Linked DNA regions of Drosophila melanogaster: all the other regions are linked to region 2. The links are chromatin contacts, called in public Hi-C maps. All regions are on one chromosome and are shown on one strand. Each heading gives the region's core, a stretch centred on a gene start, on an enhancer-like site or on the middle of the called end of the contact. The rest is flanking DNA. Distances are from core to core; before and after follow the strand shown.

What was found. Hi-C and Micro-C count contacts between places; a contact is called where the count stands out from the background.
Region 1: a Hi-C map of the Kc167 cell line shows a contact between it and region 2, with 4 times the contacts expected there. The contact joins the promoter of Ephrin here to the promoter of Asator in region 2. A contact is called at or near these places in 44 of 107 Hi-C or Micro-C datasets (the Clone 8 cell line, the D17-c3 cell line, the Kc167 cell line and 18 more) and 1 of 6 datasets of contacts at active chromatin or transcription factors (the Kc167 cell line).
Region 3: a Hi-C map of the Kc167 cell line shows a contact between it and region 2, with 2.3 times the contacts expected there. The contact joins the promoter of PMCA here to the promoter of Asator in region 2. A contact is called at or near these places in 17 of 107 Hi-C or Micro-C datasets (the Clone 8 cell line, the Kc167 cell line, the ML-DmBG3-c2 cell line and 6 more) and 2 of 6 datasets of contacts at active chromatin or transcription factors (both in the Kc167 cell line).

What each region holds. Positions count from the first base shown.
Region 1 is chr4:568,847-573,024 of dm6, reverse strand. It overlaps Ephrin (ephrin,), which reads right to left and starts at 1,270. Exons shown (of 5, transcript NM_166771.2): 1 at 854-1,270. ND-49 (NADH dehydrogenase (ubiquinone) 49 kDa subunit) reads left to right here and starts at 1,471. Exons shown (of 7, transcript NM_001272135.1): 1 at 1,471-1,490; 2 at 2,244-2,421; 3 at 2,492-2,616; 4 at 2,682-2,791; 5 at 2,849-3,050; 6 at 3,724-3,911; 7 at 3,969-4,178. The coding sequence starts at 2,330.
Region 2 is chr4:483,927-488,276 of dm6, reverse strand. It overlaps Asator (asator,), which reads left to right and starts at 2,244. Exons shown (of 14, transcript NM_001272127.1): 1 at 2,244-3,067. The coding sequence starts at 3,045.
Region 3 is chr4:356,930-361,238 of dm6, reverse strand. It overlaps PMCA (plasma membrane calcium ATPase), which reads left to right and starts at 2,582. Exons shown (of 18, transcript NM_001201587.2): 1 at 2,582-2,689. It overlaps Hcf (Host cell factor), which reads right to left and starts at 1,301. Exons shown (of 13, transcript NM_205873.3): 1 at 1,259-1,301; 2 at 233-652. The coding sequence starts at 548.

The DNA.
Region 1 (4,178 bases), core at 21-2,520, 86 kb before region 2:
TTCTTTTTCGACCCGTATATGTATATGAACTACAAAATAAAAGGATTTCAACCTTCAATTCGAAGGTCGTTTGGCAAACGGAAAGAAAGACAAAAAATATATCGACATGGCTGTGTAAACTGATCAAGAATATGTGTTCTTCTATTGACATTTCCTCCTTTACTTCGTTGACAATCCTGACTGAAATTAGTTTACCCATTGCAAAATCTAACTACATATTATATCTACTCATTCTAAGCTTTGAGATCATTACGCGTTAACATTTTAATGTAACAGTAGCATATTATGCGTATTTATATTTTTATGTAAAGTTTATACAAGTTGATCTTTAAAACAAACAGCCTAAGACTGAGGGATCCTGTTTGCGCCGCGTTCGGCGGCAGTCGGCGAAATAAGCAGCTGTTAATGCTGATCAACAATATTTATATGTTGACTACCGCCACCTGACAGATTACGAGATTTTTAAAAGTACTTCGCTTTAACTTTGGAAACCGCCTAATTGATTTGATTCGACCCTGATTGATCAAAAATACTTATTTAACAGGCCGGCAAACCAATTATCAATTTAAGTGGGATACTACATTTTAATACATGTATGGTACATTTTCTATACAAACAGGGTTGGTAATGGCTTGGCGAAATATTAATATATTTTTTAACATTCATAGTCATAAACAATCAACATGGCATAAGATCAACAATATATAGCGGATCTGCAGTTCTTGACATTCAATTTATAACGGAACAATCAATATATTTCTTAAAAATTGTATGTTTAAGTGATAAAACATCCCAACAGCATTATACAATTACATATGTATGTATACACCAAAAGACATTTCTGTATACATACACAGTGACGACACACTCTCCGAGGAGACAGAAGAAACTCTATATATACACAAACATCTTACTCTCGGGGAAACATTCTTATTCGATACGATTAACAATCCGGTACAAATATGTTGGTATAACATAGTTGACATATAAAAACACAAAATATACATATATGCCCATAACACCGTCTTCCTTTTTTGGTACATCTTTTTCAAAATTACATTTTCACATGATTAAAAATTGTTCCAAACAGGTTTTTGTCTGAAGAGAAATACTCGAAAACAGCTCATTTAAATTAGTTTTTTCTACACTTGGACTACATACAAGAATTATTTATATAAATACTGTAGAGCTAGAGCTATAAAAAAAACTTGTTTAGAGCTGGAACAAAAAACGATGTTTACTTTAACTTTCGATGTATAAAGAAACTTAAGGGCATCGATAATTTTACAAATCAATCGATAGCGATTTTTTTCCAAAGGCCCGTATAATCTTATAATATAAGTCAAATGGTTTGGTTTTTTTTTTTTTTTTTGAATTTAACATATGCGAATTTCTACTATAAGTAATATTCACAGTAAAAACCATACCATATTGATAGGAAACTGTCTTATAAAGATTTTATTTGACATTTGTTGTAGCAGAACCATTATGTAAGTTCCTAGTAAATTTTTTAGCTAGGCTTAAGCACTATTTTATGTTTTAAGAATAATTTTATAATTATTAAAATTTATCTATTACCCGTGTCGAACCTATTTTGATTGGTGTAAGAAGTTTGAAACCCAGTGAAAGAGTTAAGAATTTGAAGTAAATATATATATGGTCAGTATCAAGAGCCGAGTCAGCACTACCGTCTGTCCGATCATCCGTTTTTACGTTACTATCTCTTAGCACCGGTTCTTGACTGCATAAAATTTTTGTTCAAGTTAAAAGAGTTTTCATAATTTTGTTTTCTTAAGTTTAGTCATCGGACGAAAAGTCCAGAAATCAATTGTTAATTAAAGAATTTAAATAGTTTCGTTGTTTTTAGTCATTAAATGTCCACATTCGCTCTGCTGAGATACTGCTAAGATATATAAGTTTAGCCTTGCAGAAGCTATCATTATTATCTCTAGTAATTATATTTTTATAGTGCTCCATTAACGCAAAATTCGCTTCATTGGGATGATGTAAAATTCAGGTCTTCGAAAAATTAATTGCAATTATTGTTTATAACATTATATAAAGATAAATAAAAACTTGGGTAAACGAGCAGGATGACAAAGTGTGTAATATATATAAGGGAATTTATGTGTTTTGCACTTCATTTTCATGAAGCAACAACCTGCGATATATTATTGGTGTAAATAGTATATAAGCTGTACGAGATTCGGTGTTTAAAGTAATTTTCGATATTTTTTGGATAGAATTCCGATTGCGGATAACTATTTGGTTGTATTAGATTCCTGAATTGTTACTAAAGAAACATAAATAGAGGAATTTGACTATCAGGATGGCCAATATAATGAGAAGAACGTTGATTCCTGGACTTTCACACTTGAGGCTGCGGCCACAACTTGTTGCAGCTGGATCGGCCGCGTTAACGTAAATAGTAAATGCTTACATAATTCGAATATATCATTTATATTTGTCCAATTGGAAACTCGTTGTTTAGTTCTCAGGAGACGCGACGGGGAGCAGCCAAGTGGTATCCAGACCCTGAGTTCATGAAGCAGTTTAGCGGCCCGGTGATGTATCCAGACGAGGTCACATCACTTTGGACAGTGCCACCATGGAACAGTTAGTTGGTAACCCAATATTAAACTGACCCTTGAACTAATCGCTTGACTTACCTCCTCTACTAGGCAAAGTAACGCCTGTCGAAAAGTCGGTGCGTAATCTGACCTTGAACTTCGGCCCACAACATCCCGCCGCCCACGGAGTCCTTCGTCTTGTGCTGGAGCTGGATGGAGAGGTTTAAGCTGTTAATCGACCACAGGTCTTGTGTAAATTAAAACCTCTGTTATTGCAGACCGTTATGCGTGCCGATCCGCATATTGGGCTGCTGCACCGTGGGACCGAAAAGCTCATAGAGTACAAGACATACACCCAGGCATTGCCGTATTTTGACCGGCTGGACTACGTCTCGATGATGTGCAACGAGCAATGCTACTCTCTGGCTGTAGAAAAACTCCTTAATATTGATGTGCCTCTCCGTGCTAAGTACATTCGAAGTAAGAATACAAAGTAATTTTCTCTTGCTCTTGACTTTGTAGTCATTAAGAAGATTTCAATAGTTTCGCTTTTTTAATATATGTATATATATATTATAATTTAGCATTGTCACCATCGCCATAAATCTTACGCAACAAAATCTTTTTAAAAGTTCTATTTAATTTTTGATTACCAAAAAAAAAATATTTTAAATTTGGGTTTGATTATTAAAATTATTTTAATCTAAAATTTAAAGTGAGATGAAAAAGTACCCACTATTTTTGGCACTGAAAATTGTTTTTCTTGTACAAAAATATATTAAAACCAATGGTTCGTGTAGTTCTTGTCTCTCAAACCAAAGACACTAGAATAATTCTAGTGTCCTTGCTCAAACCATGTAACATACATATTTCGAAGCTTGAAAAATGAGCCAAGATATCAGGGTAATATAAAAGATAATTAGAAGAGACTATAAATTATATTCTTTTCTGGGAAAACTGACTTGCAGCGCTCATTGGTAGGACGGTATGAATTTACGGTCTTATCGAATTAATGATCGTCGGACCGCTTGAAGAATTTTAGCCAGCCAAATATAAATTGATCGAAAAAAATAACTTTTTGTCACCACTTCTTCACCATTCACTAAAATTGTAAATTTGTAATAATTATGTGAAATTGTTATTTTTTGCGCAGCTCTCTTTGCCGAGATTACTCGTATTCTCAATCACATTATGGCCGTCGGAACACATGCCTTAGATGTTGGTGCTCTAACGCCATTTTTTTGGCTATTCGAGGAGCGAGAGAAAATGATGGAATTCTATGAGCGAGTTTCTGGTGCCCGAATGCATGCTGCCTACATACGTCCTGGCGGGGTGTCATTGGTAATGCATTCGCATGAATATTGAAAAATAATTTAATTGTCTTACGTTGTATGTCAGGATATGCCTCTTGGTCTTATGGACGATATCTATGAGTTTGCATCAAAGTTTGCTGAGCGGTTGGACGAAGTGGAGGATGTGTTAACTACAAATCGAATCTGGGTGCAGCGGACCGAGGACATTGGGATCGTAACTGCAGAAGAAGCTTTGAACTATGGCTTCAGTGGAGTTATGTTGCGTGGATCTGGCATAAAATGGGATCTTCGAAAG
Region 2 (4,350 bases), core at 995-3,494:
ATTCTTCGTGATTATATAGTAGTCGCCTTTGCAAATCTCCTGGGGCGCTTAGTCACTACGTGGACTGCTCTCCACATTGATATACGAGCTAGAAATATATTTTAAAATATTGCTGAAATATCCATAGAAATTGGAGAGAAAAAAGAAAATTAAAGAAAGTTAAAACATTTTTCAAAATTATTGACTTGCCAACATTTAAAAGTAAGACTGGGCGTGGAAATAGAAATATTAAAATGAAAAGAAATGAAAACATTTTAAGGGCCTGGCACTTGATCTGCGTCCGCTTTACTTATGCCTAATCTCAATTTCCTAGTTTTTTCCGTGATCGCAGCCCTCAAACGGAGAGACATGGCGGATGGCCATACAGATAGACGGGCATCCGGTCCTGGCCAAGTCGAGTCAGTTAGGATCGGAAAGGCTCCTTGTTACGCACTCACATCTCTACGAGTAACGGGTAGAGTAGAGTACTCTACGAGTAGAGGGTATATTGATTTCAGTCGAAGTTTGCAACGCTACCATATAAAGAATACAATAATAAAACTTCATTTTTTGTTTTTAACTTTGAACATGTACATATATGTATATGTATATGGCACTTGTAAGTATGTATTGGGGGTGTACTTTTTTACTGAGGGTGACAAACAACTGCTGCTGGGTACAGTTTTTTATATTGATTTCAATATTGATTTTGTTGCACATTATTAACATTTACGTCGAATCCATCCACACCACCGAAAACGTTCTTTCGGAAAATCAATTCAGCTGTCACAAGAATTTAAACGTTTTAACCCCTTTTCTGTATGATATTTGAAGCGGAAAACTATGCGTTGTTCAGTTTTTAACCCTCACATTTATACTGTATATTTCTGGTATTTCAAAATGGCAAATATTACGTGTTTAGTTGCAGCAATATATCTTAGTAAATAGAATTAGGTAATTATAAAAAATTAAAGAATACGTTGCACAGTTGCGGAATCCGGTCACGAAAACAGTCCCTGAATCATAGATTAGGAGACATACATATGTTTTTTCCAACATAGAAGACCTTCTTCTTGAAATCTTTGATTTAGGATTTCTTTAGGGACCAGAGTCACAGTTATTGTCTAGTAATCAACAAAATTGATTGCAATTTTACTATTGTATTCTTTTTGACATAGATTATACTAGTTTAAAGGGGGCTTTCACTCCTTAGAATGGTAGACGAGGTAACAAACCCTTTTTTTTCATATAATATACATAAATTTTTGATCCTAGCGCTGCTAACATATAGCATACGGTGCTGCCAATGATACATACATACAAATACAGTTATAATCTTGAATTACAGGTAATAATTAACTGTCTCATTTGCTTAATCTTTGTTTTTGTTTAGAGAAACGTATTGCATCAAATTCCTTTTAGGGGCTCGTCGTACATAAACAAAATTCAGACATACAGAGTAACTATGTAAAAAGTAATAAGCTGACCTGTAAAATTCTTGATGTACATGCAGCGCCACCTTTTGGAATTTTGAGTAGTTCAAGTAAATTCCTTAATTTTTTCCCAGTTGCAGAACCACAATTTAATATCGAATGGATCGATTAACGGAGCCGTCCATAGATTTCGTGTTGGAATATGAGGAAATAGTAAAAATATACTATCGATTTCTACACGCTGCAGTAATCGTATATTTTTTTCGAATTTGATTTGATCAAAATATTTTGATTTCGTTTTTAAGTGCTCTGGTTTTCCCAAAATTTACGAACTTATTTACGAACAATACTTTTGGAAATCCTTTAAATTAATTAAATAATTGTCTGGCAACTCTATGACTGACGGAGAACAGATGTTGAAGTCTACGTGTAAAAATAGGTCTAAAATGCTTTAAAACCTTTCAAGAGAAACCATGGATAGAATCTTCTGAGATTGCCCCTGTAGATATATATTTTTTATTAGCCCTGGATTAAACTGGAACGTGGTTTATGTCCTAACCCAGGTTCAAACACGGAACCAGACCAAACAAATTAAATATAGAGGCGGAAATATAATCGTAGCAATGTTCAAAATTGAAGTGAAGCTTTTACTCCCGACTTTCCTAAAAAATGTCATATATTATATAAGAACACACGCTATATATATGTTGAAATAATTCCTTCTTGAAGATATCATCTCAAATGGCTGCAAGTTTGGGGAGACTAAAGATAGCTGTTTATGTTATTCACCTATACACACATATCTGAATACCGTAGTATATACCTAAAAAATCAGTTCGATGCACAGAATGCCTAAAGATTCAGCGGGAAGCATTTGATAGAACAATATATTTCTTAATTACAACTTTTAGTAAAATATTTTATTGGTGCAAAACAATAGGTTTGCCGACAATAAGAAATATTTTATAAAGACAAATTTTAAAGTACCAAATGTAAATCAACTTTTTGCTGTTCGTTTTGATAAATTTATTATAATGTGATCGTCTTAAAAATAATAAATTTACAAATGTGGTCATGTGAACATGTGGATACAAGTGGATCACGCGAATTCCGCGTTGTTATTTTTTCGACGTTTTTACGGAACTTCTCTATAATTAAATCAGTATATAAAAATAGACACATTTGCCTATATAACGTAAATAAACGTAATCATAAATACAGACGATAAGTGATGTGAGCTAATCTAAATAATTGTATAGATTATTATTAATACAGTAAATTGCTCTCAAGCAATAATTAACCTACTTACAGGATTACAACAGAATAGAATTACAGTTTACGTCCAATTAAAGTAGTTTTGCAATAAAATTAAAAACAACAAACGATTATATCACGCACAAAGTATTCGCTCTTACAGTTATGATTAGGCTGCTTTGAGTAATCCTTATATGTTACTTGTGATATTACTACGTGATTATATGAATAATTTCAATCACACTCATATGTGTTCTTGAAGAAGTGAAAATACCGATACAAATTGATAGTTTTTTCCATATTTTAGAAAATAAAAAAAATACATTAAATCAAGTTCTAAGATATCTAAGTTTAAGGACAGCACAGAATTTTGCCATCATGCATTTGCAGGAGTACCTCAGGTATGTTTTGGACTCATACTCTTCTTTAACATATATGTAAGAAAATTAAAACTGAAAATTATTTGGTATCTAAAAATGCAAAAAAAGAGCAGTGTTGTTAATTTTTTTTTTAATTTTCGATGAATTTTGTTAATATGTCACACGGTAGGACGGAAATGTGGAAAATATAACGATTAATATAAATATTAATATATAACGATAATACGAAGCTGACGAAGTATTGAATTAGAACGGCAGCTATTTCTAACTCTAGCGGTGGAATTACGGCAGTTAACCTAATGAATTTTTGTGTGTTCGACCTAACAGGAATAGAAAAAGTACAGTAACAATACAACAATTATATACTTTAAAACGTTCTAAAATTCAGAAAGCCTTTTCATATATATGAACTCGACTAGACTCGGTCCTAAGCGGGCCTTTGATATAATGCAAGCGTACAGAAAATCGCCCAGTTTTCTAAATTGTGCTTATTGGTGGAATTTTTTTTTTTTAATTTGTTGTAGGCTATAGAGTGACAGCGTTTTATAGAAACTTACACTGTTACAAGTCCCGCTTTTATAGCTCCCGAGACCTCGACGTTCATACGAACGGACGGATATTACAACATCGACTCTGCTATTGATCCTGTTAATATAATTTATATACTCTATATCGTCGAAATTTTGCCTTCTATCTGTTTTCCAGATACTTTATAATATTTCATGTCCACTAAGATTACATCTTCCCCACGTTTGAATTGTTTTGTCTATGCCTTTCGAAGGGATAATTCAATATTCAAACAAAAGATGAGGGTATACAATGTATGGTTCAAATGGAACTTGGACAAAACTGTATTACTAACGAATATAAATTCTTAGCAAATATAGGAAATCGAAAGTTAAATGTTTGTTTCAGTATTATACAACTTTTGGGTCGTAGTTTTCTGCAAAACCTAATACAAACAAGTAAATTAAGTAACGTAAATCGACCTGACATTCACTTTACAAATATATAAAAACTGACTGAATTTATTCAGCAAATCCAATCTATACCAGTATCATGTATTACATGTTGTTATAAGCACTGCGATCATTTTGAAATTCACCAGGAGTATCAATGGGTTCGACAATTTATTTATTTATGTTTTTGAAAATTCTACTTATAAAATTATTTGCAAACGCTGACTTTTATACATACGTGCAGCTCTAATCAGACCTTCTATCCATGGCATAAACTAGGAATGTAATTAAATCATCTTTAAAGTTCTTACTGTTATTCGTTTATTAGCTGTAGTCAAGTTGGTA
Region 3 (4,309 bases), core at 1,333-3,832, 130 kb after region 2:
ATCATTTAATTTTTCTTAAATATGTTAATTTATTGAACATGTTTCACTTAATCATCATTATCACTTTAAAATTTGATAAACGGATGTTGTAATTCGAGTCGATCGAGCGAGTGCATCCTCACATCCTATTCTTAAAATGCATACTCTGTTGGTATACTATTTTGTTCAGAACTTCGGCTAACCGAATACGGTTATACATATGGCAAAACAGCACCAGGCCCAATATAGTTACCAGTATTATAAACGTGCAACTCGTCAACAATTCCTTCGTTTCCGCCGCCGAAGACGACCATTAGCTCTTTGATGTTTATCGCACGGTGTCCATGTCTCGGGCGGGGCTGCGGTCCGGTTGGGTTAAGAACTCGCTTCCATCGAAATCCGGTTAAGTTGCTGTCCAGCTGGTGCCCATCAGGGACATCCATATCCATAGAAATTCGATTAGCAAAACTGTGATTCTCGGCCTGAATAATATGCTCCGAATTGAGATCAGATGCCGATATTCGTTCTCCTGAAGAAAAGGCTGGATCCACAAAGTCTGAGCCTTCCATATTATGGCCAGCAATTTATTGTTTTGATAATATATATATATAACTTGATTATTGTAGACAGCTACAAATTAGGTTTGCATTTCCTTTCACGGTGCGTAGTCCATCTGGGAAATTAAAATTTAAATATATTATTACGATTTAAAGACACTTATTTAGTTCTTAGCTTCATAAATGCAAAACCTTTCAAAACAAAAACAAAGCATCCGACAAGATTTTAAAACCCACAACTATTACTTGTAGTTTAACTTCTGCGATCAAAGCACTGAATTTCCTCAAAATACAGTTTAAATCGAGTTTTTAAAGTTTGAATAAATATGTTTAAAAATGATTACCATATACTAAATATGAATGCATTAAAAACAGCTAGTACAAAGGTATGCTGATACTTAAAGGAGTATTTATATACCGAATGGCTTTGTGCTTATGTGTTTCCTTTAATTGTAAAATACTAAAAACCCAAAGGCATTCTCTATGTAATGCACAATTTATTTTGGCCTGGCAATGCTGGAACTAGACGCTTCCCTATAATGGATTAGGTCTACGCGCAAAAACTTTAACAAATCAGCCAATCAAATCTTGGAAAATAATTGATATTTGAGAGATATTTTATATGAAGTTCATATTTAAATGCTATACGACAATTTTCACTTTTAATGTTCAAAAAGACAAACACTATTAAGAATTATCAAAATTAAAAGCCGAACTGAGACCTCACACACGCAATTACTTATTAGAGGTGAACTTACAGAAGAAAAATATCGATACATAGATTGCTTAAGCTAAAATCTGAACATTGCCCACTTATTTGACCGCAAAAGCGGAAACAGTATATAAGCGTATTTTACAAAATTAGCATTCCACTATGTTTCCACTGCAGAAAAAATATTTGAAGATATTATTACTTTTTAATAGAAACTTAATAATTTTATAACAGCTCAACAGAAATGAGTTCATACGCAATGGAACACACAAATAATTTGAAGTCTAGAGAATTTTTCTTTTATAAATCTAGATAGGGATTGTTGTTACATAAGTTAAGTGAGGTTTAGTGTCGGAAATAATGTTTACTTTGACGATCATTTTCGAATTAATATTTGTGGTGCGAATATGAATCAAATCATATATAAATGATATACATACATATATGTATATACATACATATACATATATACAATAATTTCTGGACAGGTCGTTGTTTGTACTCTTCTAATTCAATCGATGCAAAGTGCAAAAGCGAAACAAGGACATGCTGGTTCTCAAAATTAATGGTCCGTAGGGTATTGAAAAGAATGAAAAAGGTTTTATACTTTTCAAGGAATTTTGTACACCCTATTACTCTACAAATAAAATATGTAGTTTTCAACGAGTTTTATGCATTATACATAATGTTTGGGTGTTTTAGAATAGAGAGTATAGAATGTTAAATGTATATATGTAAATGCTTTAACAATATTCCTATGGTATATGTAAACTCGTTCCGATTTCTTGGTTTCAGAAGTATGGACTTTATTAATAAATAATAAATTATGTATTGGCTTTTAACATGGTTTTGTTTTATGTGATAGTGCCAATCAATATATTTTTAACACAATTACATTTATATTTTCCGAGTGTAAAGAAACGTTTATGCTCTTATCTCATAAGAAGGTGATCGTCGCAGTACTAACGTAAGATAGGCAAGCAAAAGATAAGTTGATGCGACAATTCAGACAAACAGCTGGACAGCTATCTTTCAAATACTTCTCTTTAAATAACTGTGGCGCTGAGATTTTGCCGCAGTTCAGTGTAAACTTATATGTAGGCATAACCGATTTTCTAACATTTTAACTAAAAAGAAAAGTGAAGAGGTATTACGACGTAAGAGAGATATGCTACACGAACATTTGTGCTAGCGCGGCGTAATAAAATAATTTATTTTTACACTACATGTGAAAATACATCGATATTAGAATATTACAGTTTTGTGAAAACTAAGTGATTTCGATAGTAAAAGTTTGATATATCGATATATATTTCCCTGTGGAAAAATAAATACTGCTGAAAAGGAAGGCGTCACAGTGTCAGTACTTTATATTAAATATTTCGCTATATATTGTGGCGTTTAACTTGAGTCGTGTACAATTATTTCGCCTTCTAGTTGTGTACGTATTCCAAAAAAAATGCAGTTTTTAACAGTTAAACGAATGGGTACGCAAAGGAATGTAATGGGGCCAGGAAATGAACATGATATCATTTTATATTGTATGTTTTCCGAACATACGCTGTTCTCGAAATGAAATTAAAGCTGAAAGTTACTGATAGAGTAGCCCAGAATCAAATCCAAATGTGTACAATTTTCATTTGCTCGAAGGTTCATCATATTACTCCATGGTCAATATGGCCAACACCAATTCATATGTATGTATGTAGCTCTTGTCGTGACATGACGTAAGATTTCTGTTGGTGAAGAGAAGGTGGGGTGCACTTCCTTTGAACAAGTCTCGAATATTTCAATGAATTTGAATTGATTGGGTTTATAATACTTTTACCCTGAGTATGTTTATGTTTTTATTAGGAAATATAGAATCAACGGTATAGGATACATTTCCTGTGCACCTGTTCATTTACTGTGTGTTCATATCAAAAAATTCATGTGCACGTACTATGTGTGTACTATATATGTAAATTTAACATGTGCAAAAAATAGAGTGAGGCCCAGTTACCGACTAGCATGTAATTGTTGCAAAAATTTTGGCCAATGGCTCGAATATTTGTCAACTAGAACTAAAATAGATACATGTAAAATGACTTCCCTGACGTACATACATATGCGTGAATTTATTCTATTTATGGAAATCGTTCACACCTCATCAATATGAAAACTTTTAGTTTAGTACAATTGTGTAAATGAAAACAGTGTTTTTATACCCATTACTAGTAGAGTAAAAGGTATAATAGATTCGCTGAAAAGTACGTAACAGGCAGAAAAAAGCGTTTCCGACCATATAAAGTATATATATATATCCTTGATCAGGATCAATAGCCGAGTCGATCTATGAACGTATGAATCCAGATCTCAGGAACTATAAAAGATGTTTGAGATTCGGTATAAAGATTCTAAAGCCGCAGAGCAAGTTTGTTGACTCACTTTAATTTTTTCTCATTTTATTCCACACTATCTATCTATATGCCAAATTTTACGCTCGCATTTCCGCTAGCTGAGTATAGGATTCTGTCTTGTTTAATAAGTGAATCGGAAATTTAAAGAATTAATACAAATTGGATGTTAGGAACATCAAAATTGACTTGTTAGTTAATTTAAACTATTTATGTCTTTCCTTCTCGCAAGTTCTGTTCTATTACGTGATGATGAAATTTCCGAATCGATCAACTTGTTCCACTGAAGAACTCTGAAAACGCCGCAATCTTTTGAACCGAGTATCAGATTCAGAATTGAAAGCTTTCAATAAATTTCAATAAAATAAGATAACTTATGAAACAGGTATACGTTTATGTTCTTCGTAAATTTTGCATCGAATTTAAAATGTAATTTAAACTATCAGATGACCGTTACTCAGCTAGTCCAAGTGGAAATATCGGTAGAAATTGGGGAAATAAAATTTATTTTATTGCTCTAAGATGAGGACGGGATTAATTTGGGCGGTTTTTAGGGGTCAGAGTGGGCGTAGACAAAATGGTTTCGGCGTATCGATAGAAATAGCGAAAACAACTGATTTAGTCCAAAAATATTAAATCATTTCTCAAAGATAAAAATTTTTTTG